Regions from separate parts of the Capsicum annuum genome. Here region 2 is linked to region 1. A link is a contact called in public Hi-C data. All regions are on one chromosome and are shown on one strand. The core of a region is the stretch at or near the end of the contact, and the rest is flanking DNA. Distances in the headings are between cores, read along the strand shown. Region 1 has its middle 8.8 kb from the start of LOC107856860. Region 2 overlaps LOC107841216 (NEDD8-activating enzyme E1 catalytic subunit).

Evidence for each region. A called contact is a pair of places that touch in the nucleus more often than the background predicts.
Region 2: a contact with region 1 is called in a Hi-C map of leaf, with 1.8 times the contacts expected there. The contact joins two enhancer-like sites. A contact is called at or near these places in 2 of 5 Hi-C or Micro-C datasets (leaf and placenta).

What each region holds. Positions count from the first base shown.
Region 1 is chr1:166,588,436-166,593,952 of UCD10Xv1.1, forward strand. No RefSeq gene overlaps it. Among protein-coding and RNA genes, the nearest start is that of LOC107856860, 8.8 kb to the left of the region's middle. Within about 2 kb of position 1,841, at least 2 of the 5 cell types and tissues checked have an H3K27ac peak or open chromatin away from gene starts, as enhancers often do. A contact at or near this core is called in leaf, where this site is marked.
Region 2 is chr1:166,678,157-166,683,557 of UCD10Xv1.1, forward strand. It overlaps LOC107841216 (NEDD8-activating enzyme E1 catalytic subunit), which reads right to left. Exons shown (of 9, transcript XM_016685204.2): 9 at 2,330-2,702. The coding sequence ends at 2,568. Among protein-coding and RNA genes, the nearest start is that of LOC107841216, 38 kb to the right of the region's middle. Within about 2 kb of position 2,900, at least 5 of the 5 cell types and tissues checked have an H3K27ac peak or open chromatin away from gene starts, as enhancers often do. A contact at or near this core is called in leaf, where this site is marked.

The DNA of each region.
Region 1 (5,517 bases), core at 591-3,090:
CATTATGCCACTTAAATTGAATAGTTGTATATAAGAGGGAGTTTTATGCTTAAGCAGGCAGCAGGTCGGCATGCCTGCTACAGCTGCTAGAACCGTATTTTTACTGTATCACCTTTAATTAATTATTATAAGTTATTTATGTATTAGAAAATTAATAATATTTAATACAAATAAATAAAACAAACATTTCTGACATGTCTGCTTCAATTGCTTTAACCGTAATTTTATCATATCACCCCTAATTAATTATTATAAGTCATCTAAATATTAAAAAATTAATAATCTTTAATAAAAAAGATGAAATAGACATAAAATAATAAATTAACTCTTGATGTTTTAAATTAACTCGACGTCTTATATGATGCTCACTTAGATTATTTTCACAAGTAATTTTTTATAGTTATTATGCTATATCACTTTTAATACATGTCAGCTTCGCGGCTCCAATCGTGATTTTACAATATCATCCCTAATTACTTATTATAGTTATTTAAGCATTAAAAAAAATTATATTATTAGTATCCTATATAAGAAGTCAAAATAAGTAGCTGAAGCAGGCTGCTCATGTTCGACATGTCTGCCTTAGCTGTTTCAATCGTGATTTTACTATATTACCCCTAAGTAATTATTATAAGTCATTTATGTATTAAAAAATTAATAATATTTAATAAAAAACTATAATAGATATTTATAACATGACTGTTTCAACTACTTCAATCGTAGTTTTACTAAATTATTCATAATTATTATAAGTCATTTAAGTATTAAAAAATTAATAATATTTAATAAAATAAAGTAAAATAGACGTAAAATGATAAATTAATTTTTGATATTTTAAATAACACGATGTCTTATATGGAGCCACTTAAAAAAAATTTACAAGTATTTTTTATAATAATTTTACTATGTCACTTCTAATTAGTAGAATAGAAAAAAAATATTATAAATCGCAATAATTAAGAACTTAAATTATTTTAAAAATATAATTGACTATCAATGTCACAAAAGTTCGAACAACTTAAAATATCGTTATGCAAATTTCATCAATCTAAATATAATATTACATGTCTAACTTAGAATTTATTAACCAAACAAATAAAATTTTTAATTAAATAATAGAATTATACATAACATAAAATTTTTGAAGGATCAATATTGGGCCATGCGTAGCACGGCGTAAGCTGGCTAGTAATCAACATTAATTTGAATTTATGCACACAAATCAAAAAAATAAAATAATTAGTAGTAGTACTGACATACATAAAAAGAAAAGAAAACCAATGTTGTTTTCCACAGGTAGTATATTCTTTTGGTTTAGATTTATTATCATGTCATGTAATTGGATTTTTGTACGGTTTAACATAAATATATAGGTAAAATTAGACAACTAAACATACAAATTACAAAATAAAAGTTACCTCTTATCATATATTTTAGGACTCCTAACTTTAAAAAAAAATTGTTACCATATATTTTAAAAGAATGATCTCATATATTATAGGAGTCAATAATATAAAATTTTTAAATATAATTCACAAAAAATAATAAAAAGACAATTTTATCTATTGTAGGATATTTTCATAAAAGACAAAAAGTTTAAATTACTTTTCTAAGAGTTTTTACACTTTTAATATTATATATATATATATATATATATATATTATATTTAATGATATTTTTAAAAAGTTCAATAGCATAGATAAATTATGATAAGTTTTACTATCCAGATGAGAGTGGAGAAAGAGAGAGAAGGACAAAAATGAAAAAGGGGATGAGGATTGAAGAATCTACACAACAGCGACAGCCCACGCTTTACTAGATCAGATTTCTCATCCAAATATGGACTACATGATCCTTATTATACTTGCAGGGACTGCTTGTGACAACCACATGCATGCGCATGCTATCGACTTCATCTCAATATTTTTAATATTAAAATTTTAAAAATTCAATGAATTTAATATTAACAATAATAGCATAGCCAATGCAAAGACTAAATTAAATTCATAGAAATTTAAAATTTGAATCCGTCTACGACCCAACCACTCGGAGGCACCGACGAAGTATATATCTAATATTTTATTGAGTATGAAGTATATTTTTACATAAAAATATTAAAAACTTGATAAATGTTAAATGTTGAATTTATAAATTTTAAAAATATTATTAATTTAGAACTAATAATAATTTAAAATTATTAAATTTAAATTTTAAATTCGCTTCTCTCCGCACAGATAACAACACATTCCAACTTACTCACACTATCCTCTCGTCATCCACTAGTTATGGTTCACCTGGGTTTACACTAGTTGTATCAACTTTCCCATTACTCCAATTTGCAAGTGTATGTCAACCAGCTATAGGATGGATATAGCTGCTGCAGTCGGATTCTTGGTTTGTCACATTAGAAAATGGAAAAAAATTACTTTAATCTGTTTTTCCCAATTATAAGAATGACTACTTATCACGTGCTTCTGGTTGAACCAAAAGAAAAAAAAAGCCTAATGTATGATCTATCAGTTGATGATGTAAAATATATTAACATAATTAAATTATTTAAAATATATTAACATAATTTAACAACAACAACAACAAACTCAGTGTATTCTCACATAGTGAGGTTTGGGAAGGGTAAGATATACGTAGTCCATACCACTACCTTCGGAGAAGTAGCAAGGCTGTTTCCGATAGACCCCCGGCTCAAGATAAGATAAGTAATTACAACCGTACAAAACGCATGGAACAAGATGGTAAGACATAAAAACGCTCCTACAATGGAAAGTAAACAAAGAATAGTAGGCACTCGTAATACAACATGCAACAAGGTAGCCTAACAAGAGTAACACACCAAACAGGTAATGCCCTAACCTACCTACCCTAATAGTCACTAGCCTTCTATCCTAATATGCATCCTCCAGCTCTTCCTATCTAGGGTCATGTCCTCAGTAAGCTGTAACTGCTCTATGTCCCGCCTAATCACCTCTCTCCAATATTTCTTTGGCCTACCCCTGCCCCGCTTGAAATCATCCAAAGCAAGCCTCTCACACCTACAAACTGGTGCATCTGTGCCCCTCCTCATCACGTGTCCGAACCATCTCAAACGGACCTCCTGCATCTTTTCCTCCACCGAAGCCACTCCAACCCTCTCCCGAATAGTCTCATTCCGAACCCTATTCCCCCTTGTAAGACCACACATCCAACGTAACATCCACATTTTCGTCACCTTCAATTTTTGAATATGAGAGTTCTTGACTGGCCAACACTCCGCTCCATACAACATGACCGGGCGGATTGCAACCCTGTAAAAAATATATTAACATAATAAAATTATTTAAAATATATTAACATAATTAAATTATTTAAATTATAATTATTCTTCTAGTAGTAGCTGGCAAATTTTGTAGAAAAAAAATTCACATATATTTTTCATCTGCTCAATATTGTAAAAGTTTTCCTAATATGAAAGTTGAACGATTGTGTATCATTTATGATATTGCTACACGTACTAATAACTCACATGAGTTATACCTGATTTTTGCCTACAGATGAACCAAGTTGTCTAACGTGTTCCAACAGAAGCACAGAAAATACACTAAATAATTAACACAAGAGTTTTACATGAAAAACACAGACTCACAAAAGGTATAACAAATCACGACCTATACCTCTACAAGATATAACCCCTACTTCACTAAACACAATGAGCCTCTCAACAAAATATTACAAACTCTGTGACCCAAGAAATTATAAACTCTAATTCCTAATGTTCAACAATCTCCCTAGATTATTGAAACCCACTTCAAACCCACTTAAAAATCAGATTACAAAACTCTAGCAATCCTAGGAACTAACTCTAATTCCTAAAAACACATAAACCTCCCAAGGTTTATGTTTTCAAGTCTTTGAGTTATTCCAACTCGAAGACTAACTCATAAATCAGTTTATAACACACTGACACTAAGAAAAAATTATAATTCAATAAACTTCCTAATACATATTAACTAGAAAAAGACTGTTAGACACATGGATGAAACAGGTTCTTCAATTTGGTTCACTATATTAGGCTGCACTTCGATAGCTAGGAAAAACTCTCTCAAATATTGTTCTTACTTATTTGTTCGTGTTCTCCCTTTTTTCTCTCTCAGTATTTGTGCATTAATTCATTTTGGGAGATCTCGAGTATTTATAACTCCAACCAAGCAGACTTCTAACTCCACAAGGACTTCCATGCTTCTTGGACTGTCTTCTTGAGTGTTGAAGTCAAACACTCAACACATGATGATCTCCTTATATTATCTTAAGTAACAAACTTTTATTTCTTTATTTTTGCACATCTGACTTTATCCACATAAATTCCTCTTTCAAGTTGAACTCTTTTAAAGCAGTTTTTCATAAATCAGCTAAGCTTACTTATTTTATGGCCTCTTGTCCATCATTAAAACTTCACAAGTCTTAACAAATTCTCTCTTTCTGATGATGACAAACTCAAGTCCTTGTGCATTCCATTTTGATATCAACATCTTGACCTGTGAACACTACGGAATAAAATACTTGAATGAAAACTCATGCTCTCGTGCATTTCATTTTTATATCATCATCTTGACCTGTGAAAACTAAAGTATGAAATACTTGAATGAGCCAAATTAGTAATTAGGTTATAAAATCTGCAAAACCCTTATCTTCCTACTTTTGGTATCATAAAAAATTATTTCCACCATGCGGATAGCAAAGAGTTATGGAATCTGTATAACGGAACAGGTAATAGAAACATGTTTCATGTACCTGATTCATCACTTTGTCGATCATTGAAATCTGTTAATCCTTTAAGAGCTCATACTTGATAAGGAATCTCATCTTCTTGGATTCTTGAGTCTGCATATTTGTGCTCCTTATATGGATATAGTTTGTTCAAGTTTGAAAGAACTCTTGCATAACAAGGACTCTCATCTTACTTGGATGCTTGAGTCTGTATATATTTTACTCACGTCTTGAATATTCTTGTACAAACTTTGTGGTCTTTTCTTCTCGAGATATTTTTATTTCAAAAAGTTCTTATACAAGTTAGACTTTTGTAACGACTTCAATTTTTAATGAATTATGTGAAATTTTTGTGTGAATTGACTATTTTATTCCTCTCTGTGGTTGTATTGTGGTATTTCTGGGTTGTCAGGATTATTGGCATGGTTCGTTATGCATTCTGATGTGATTTATATGATATTATGATTTTTGGTGGCTTGAGAAGCCTTATAGTTGACATCAGTGAACATCTTTTGATCTGTGCGTCGGATGACAGAACAGACTGTGCCAGTTGATCCAAAATGTCAATTTTAGAGTGTTAACATGGTTGGTGTGATTTTATGACTTTTAAATATCATTTTAACCCTCGATTTGGAAAGTTGTGATTTTGAGTTTCGGGGATCAATTTTGTGAAAATGATATTTTTTTCAAAAATCTGATATTGCCATTGAGTCTGAAGCATCGACTTTGATAGAGTAGCATATTTCATTTATGTTCACG
Region 2 (5,401 bases), core at 1,650-4,149, 91 kb after region 1:
AACACTATGACCTAACCTTTAATACAAAAATTCATCAAAGTCTGATTGAACACTTAGAGGCGAATCCAAAATTTGAAGTCTGTGGATGCACCGGTGTTGTCAAAGGCGCGCATAAGCCTCGAAGCAAGACTCAACATGTGTTGAGAGCTCGCTTCACTTAATGTGCAGCTTAGGTTCTAATTTCTAATGCATATTTTCCCTTGTCAATGAGGCTTTCTAAAGAGACGGACTGTTTCACTTTATCAAAAAAAAATAAATAATTTTTTTGTTTATATATTTGTCATTCATGCTTATATTATTAGTCTTGAGACTAGACATATATTTATATTTTTTTCTCTCTTTATGCCTTTTTCGTTAAATCTCACACTTTATTTATACTTTGTGCTTAAACACAATAGATAGTGATGCTTTTTTACGCTTATTGCTTTTGATAATACTGTGGTGCACAATATTATCTTAAGACATTAGAAAAACTTTCAGTGTCGATTAAGGAATATTATCATATTCAATTGATCGCCAAAGACATGAACAATACTGAAAAAATAAATATATCGAACAAATATGAGTTCTAAGCTAATAACTTTACTTTCTTATAATATGATGCTTTCTTTTAACATTATTGAATAATTAGTCGTGGTAGCTCAATGGTCAAGAATGACTCACTTTACGAGATGGTTATGGGTTCGAATCCCCAATCCAGCAATTTTAATGGTATAAATTTAGCAATAAGCCAAGTGTTGAAAATAAAAGCAAAAATATTGCACAACTCAACACCTAGGTGCACTACCATTCATCTTAGGATGTACTATTAACTATATCCCAATTTCTGAAGGTATATACACATAATTTTTTTCAACGTTAATGGGTGCACGTGAACCCCCACTGATACATGTGGTTCCGCCTCTGTGAACACTCATCTACCACTTATAAACTCTAACAAAACAATATGACAATCGAGATATCAGAACGATAAGATTAAACCCTAACCTTTACAAAGAAATTCCTCAAAGCCCGATCAAACATTCATCTACCACTTGTATTAAGCAGAAAAACAATAGGTAAAAACATTACAGAAACTATAATAATTGAGATATTAAAACAATACCATTAAATCTAACATTAACACAAAAAATTCTTAAAAGTCCGATCAAACATCCATCTACAATAAACTTGAATAAAATATAAACTATAACAAAATAATATGATAATCAAGATATTAGAACAATTAAACCTAATCTTTTGTGATTATTACACGCCTCCTTCAAAGTTCATCCAAACAAATAATTATAAGAATATCTCTTCCATCAACATTATTTAAATATAATATAGTTTAGATAAAGTAATATTTTAAGTGAGTTAGAAGTATAAAATATTAAAATTTCGTAGGTGAGTAAAAAAGGAAACACTTAATAATAATATATTTTACTATTAATTTATAATGCACTTTTATTTACTATATCATTGTAAAATATCAATAAGTTAAATTTTTCTTGCAAATTTAAATTGAAATACTCGTAAATTCTAACTGCCTAAATTAAAATGACATTTTCCCTATCCTATATTTAAAAGAATTTCAAAGTGACGAAAGTTCTTATTTTTTTTAGTGTTAGTTTTTCTTATAAATTTAACTATATTACATAATTTAAATAAGGGAGGATTTATTACATAAAATTTAGTTAATTTAAAAGTTTTAAATATAAAAAAAATAGTGAAAAGACGATTTATCTATTGCGGAGTGTTTTAATGAAGGATAAAAAATTTAAATCACTTTTCTAAGGGGTCTTCACACTTTTAATATATTATATAGATATATAGATTATATAGATATATAGATAGATTATAGATATAGATTATAGTTTTAGAATATATTATAGATTATAGATGTCTTTAGGATCTTGAGTAAGAAAATTCCCCACCCGTAGTAGGGAGCGCGTTTATTTTAGTGAATTCTATGCGGTGCAAACTTAGATTAGTTAAATCGTGAATTTTAAATACCAAATAGTTATACAAAGAAACACCAATAATAAAAATCAGTCTGCATTTAATACTACTATATAAAAATAATAAATTTTAGATCTAATTCAACTCAAAAAAAGTAATCCAATGAACTGAAGATGTCCAATGATATAATAAGAAAACATCTTCCTTCGAACAATGTGGAATGTTTAGTACTAACAGATCTCATCGAGATCTATAAAACCTTGAAAGGCAGGATTCTTAATCAGAAGGAGAGAGCAGAATGTAGAATTCACTAGTTTTGATTCAAATTCGTGTGTTTGTCTTTAAAAAAAATTATTTAACACATAAATTAACTTAAAATTCAATAACTCAAACAAGCTTGACTTTAGAATACGTAAACTTCAATTCATGAATTAACCCAGTTGTTGAGAGAGTTGAAGTTGATGTTGCATTTAAATATGGATTACTACTGGTGATACTACAATGAAGTCGAACGGTATATGTATCTTAATTTTTAACTAAAAAATTTATATACTATTATTGTACTTCTATGTCTATGTCTTATTTATGATTTTCAATATTTAATTCCAGTAGGACACACTAAAAAGCTAGTGAATTGAGTGTGCGTATGTGACCACCATACCGCAAGCTTCGCTGGGTAAAGAGCAATTAGGACCCCACCCCCAACAAAAAAGCTCCCACCAAAAAGCTCTGAAAGGTTTTGGTGTCACTGTCTCTTGTATCTGAAAACCATCCATTTATCTTTCTGAGCAATCAATAATTAACATTTGCAATAAAAATAAAAAAAATAGAATAGATCTCGAATCCCTTTTTTAGATCTATTTGTTTTACGGATATCTTGGATTAGAATGTTTGACTGGAAACAGCACTACTAGATCATGCATTTATCACCATAGGCCCCAAATAAGCCCATCCTATTTGACAGAACCTATTGGAATTGAATTCTGGATAAGCTAGTTAGTTGATTGGTGGATAATATACTACTTGGCAATATTTCTGCCAATATTGAGAAAACGCCCTTTCTTTGCATCTAAGACTTGCTGTATGTTATGAATGTGAACAATTATGCTTGTCCATGGTCATCGCCCCCACTATCAATTATTTTATGACCACATTTAGACAGCATTTTTGTTGAAGTTGTATATTATTTCTGTAAGTTGAAAGTTGAATTTAAACCTAAATCTCTCTTGACAATTTTTGCAGGAACATACACAAAATACGTGCATCCGAACACTCACAAATGCCTATTATAGGCCCCAAGAAGTTTGTAAGGCGCTCCAAATAAGAAGTTTGTAAGGTGTCACTACAACTTGAATCGCTGTAGAGCCGTCTAAGAAAATGACTTAAAATAAAAAGAATTAAAGATTTGCCCATAAAATTCATTATTCACTTGAAATATTTTTATTTAATAGTAGTTGCAAATACTGAATGGCCAAACTAAAACACCATCTGCAAACGTTGAAGTATTACTTGTCATTGGGGGTGTACAGACCAAATCATCAAGTCAAACCAAACCAAATCGAAAAAAAAAATCGACTTATGGTTTGGTTTGGTTGGTTTGACATTTGAAAAAAAATCCGACCATTTTATTTGGTTTGGTGTTACCAAAAAAAAATCAACCCGAACCCAAATCAAACCGACATAATTAACACATATATATGTGTGTGTGTGTGAGTGTGTCTGTTTGTGTGTGTGTATGTATGTATATATGCATATATATAATTTAACTTTTTATACATAAAATATTAATTATAATCTACTTTTTAAATACTTTTTCAATTAGTTTTATTAATTTTAAATATTTAGAAGTAGGTGTGTGTGTGTGTATATATATATATATATATATATATATTTAGTTGTAATATTTGTCCATTAATTGCTAATAAAATGATTCAAAACCCAATATAAACTTAAAACCTAAACTTTTCACTCTTATCTTACTTTTTAGTTTCAGGAGAGTTTTTCGCTCCTCATTTTTTCATAATTGAGTTTTTTCATTAGCACATTAGTGAAAACATACTTGATCTAGTCTTCAATCACAATATAATTGTAAAAAATAAAGATTATAAAAAAATCGAGAAAATCCAAAAAAACCGAAAAAACCGACTAAAGCCTAAACCGAAAAAATCGAGTTTATGTTGATTTGATTTGGTTCATAGTTTTAATAAACCGATATAATTGTTTTGATTTTTATTCAATAAAAAACCAAACCAATCCGACCTATGTACACCCATACTTGTCATCACGGTTCGCAGCCGAGTAGATCCCGATCCTTCTTAGTATAAAACACTTGCCTTTAATTTACGTATTTAACAGCTCTAACAAACCCCGTATGGTGAAACATTTTCCTTGCTACCGACCAAACTTAGACAACGTACCCAATTGGCCTTGAGGATTTTTCACTTTTTTTTAGAAAATCATTTCAAATCAGTGAAGATTATAGTGTTTGGCCATAAGCATTCCAACATTTGAAATTGTATTTGAAATTCAATGAAATTGTTTTATCTATTTTCTCCTCAAATTCTCTCACAAAAAGTCGAAAAGAACTTCAATTTATTTTCATGGTCAAACACAACTTCAACTCTAAAATGTTTTAGTTTGCATGGCCAAACGCCTACTTAAATTGGAACATCTAGTTGTTAGACTACTATACGAGAATGTTAAGTCCTTAGTTTTGATGATTGACAATTATCACTTGGGAACTAGTCCCTTAAGATCTTGCGATGACTAAGCTGCAATGACTCAGGAACCTGGTTGAACGCATTCACGTCACTCTCAGTGGTCCAACAATACAACTGGAAATAGTACTATTATGCAGGAAGTTAGTAGGAAGGTTGTTGCACTCTTTGTCTCAACCAATGAGATTCATTCTAGGTTTTCTTGTCTCTTATATATGTTCATTCCAACAACAAGAAAGTCAAGCTTTCATATTCTCACAACAAAAAATTCTTGAAGCTCCTAGATTCAAAGCTCACTCGCAACAAGGGACCTGCTTGCTCGTTCATTATGTCTTTAAGTTCTTGTTGTAATTGAATCTTTTTTTTTTATGGTTGTAAACGTTGCCTGCTGCTTTTGTTCATTATTAGTAGGTGGTCAGTTTTCCAGTTCTTATTGACAAGAATGTCATCTAGAGTTAGGTGACTTAGAAGCTAGAGTTAGCTTATCGATTCAGTTAGAGGTAGCAGGGGTTGTTGTGCAATAGAGTTATGACATTGATTTCATTGTAATAGAATTATTACAAAGTGTTGAAGGATTAGGAGTTTAATCCTTGAAGTCATGGAATCTGTTTTCAAGGTTGCTTAAATATTAGTGGAGCTGTTTGAAAATCCCGAAGGCAGGTCATGATTTTTCTCCCTTGAGCAAGGAGTTTTCACGTAAAATTTGTTGGGTTTATTGCTTATTACTTTACCTATTTTTCTAT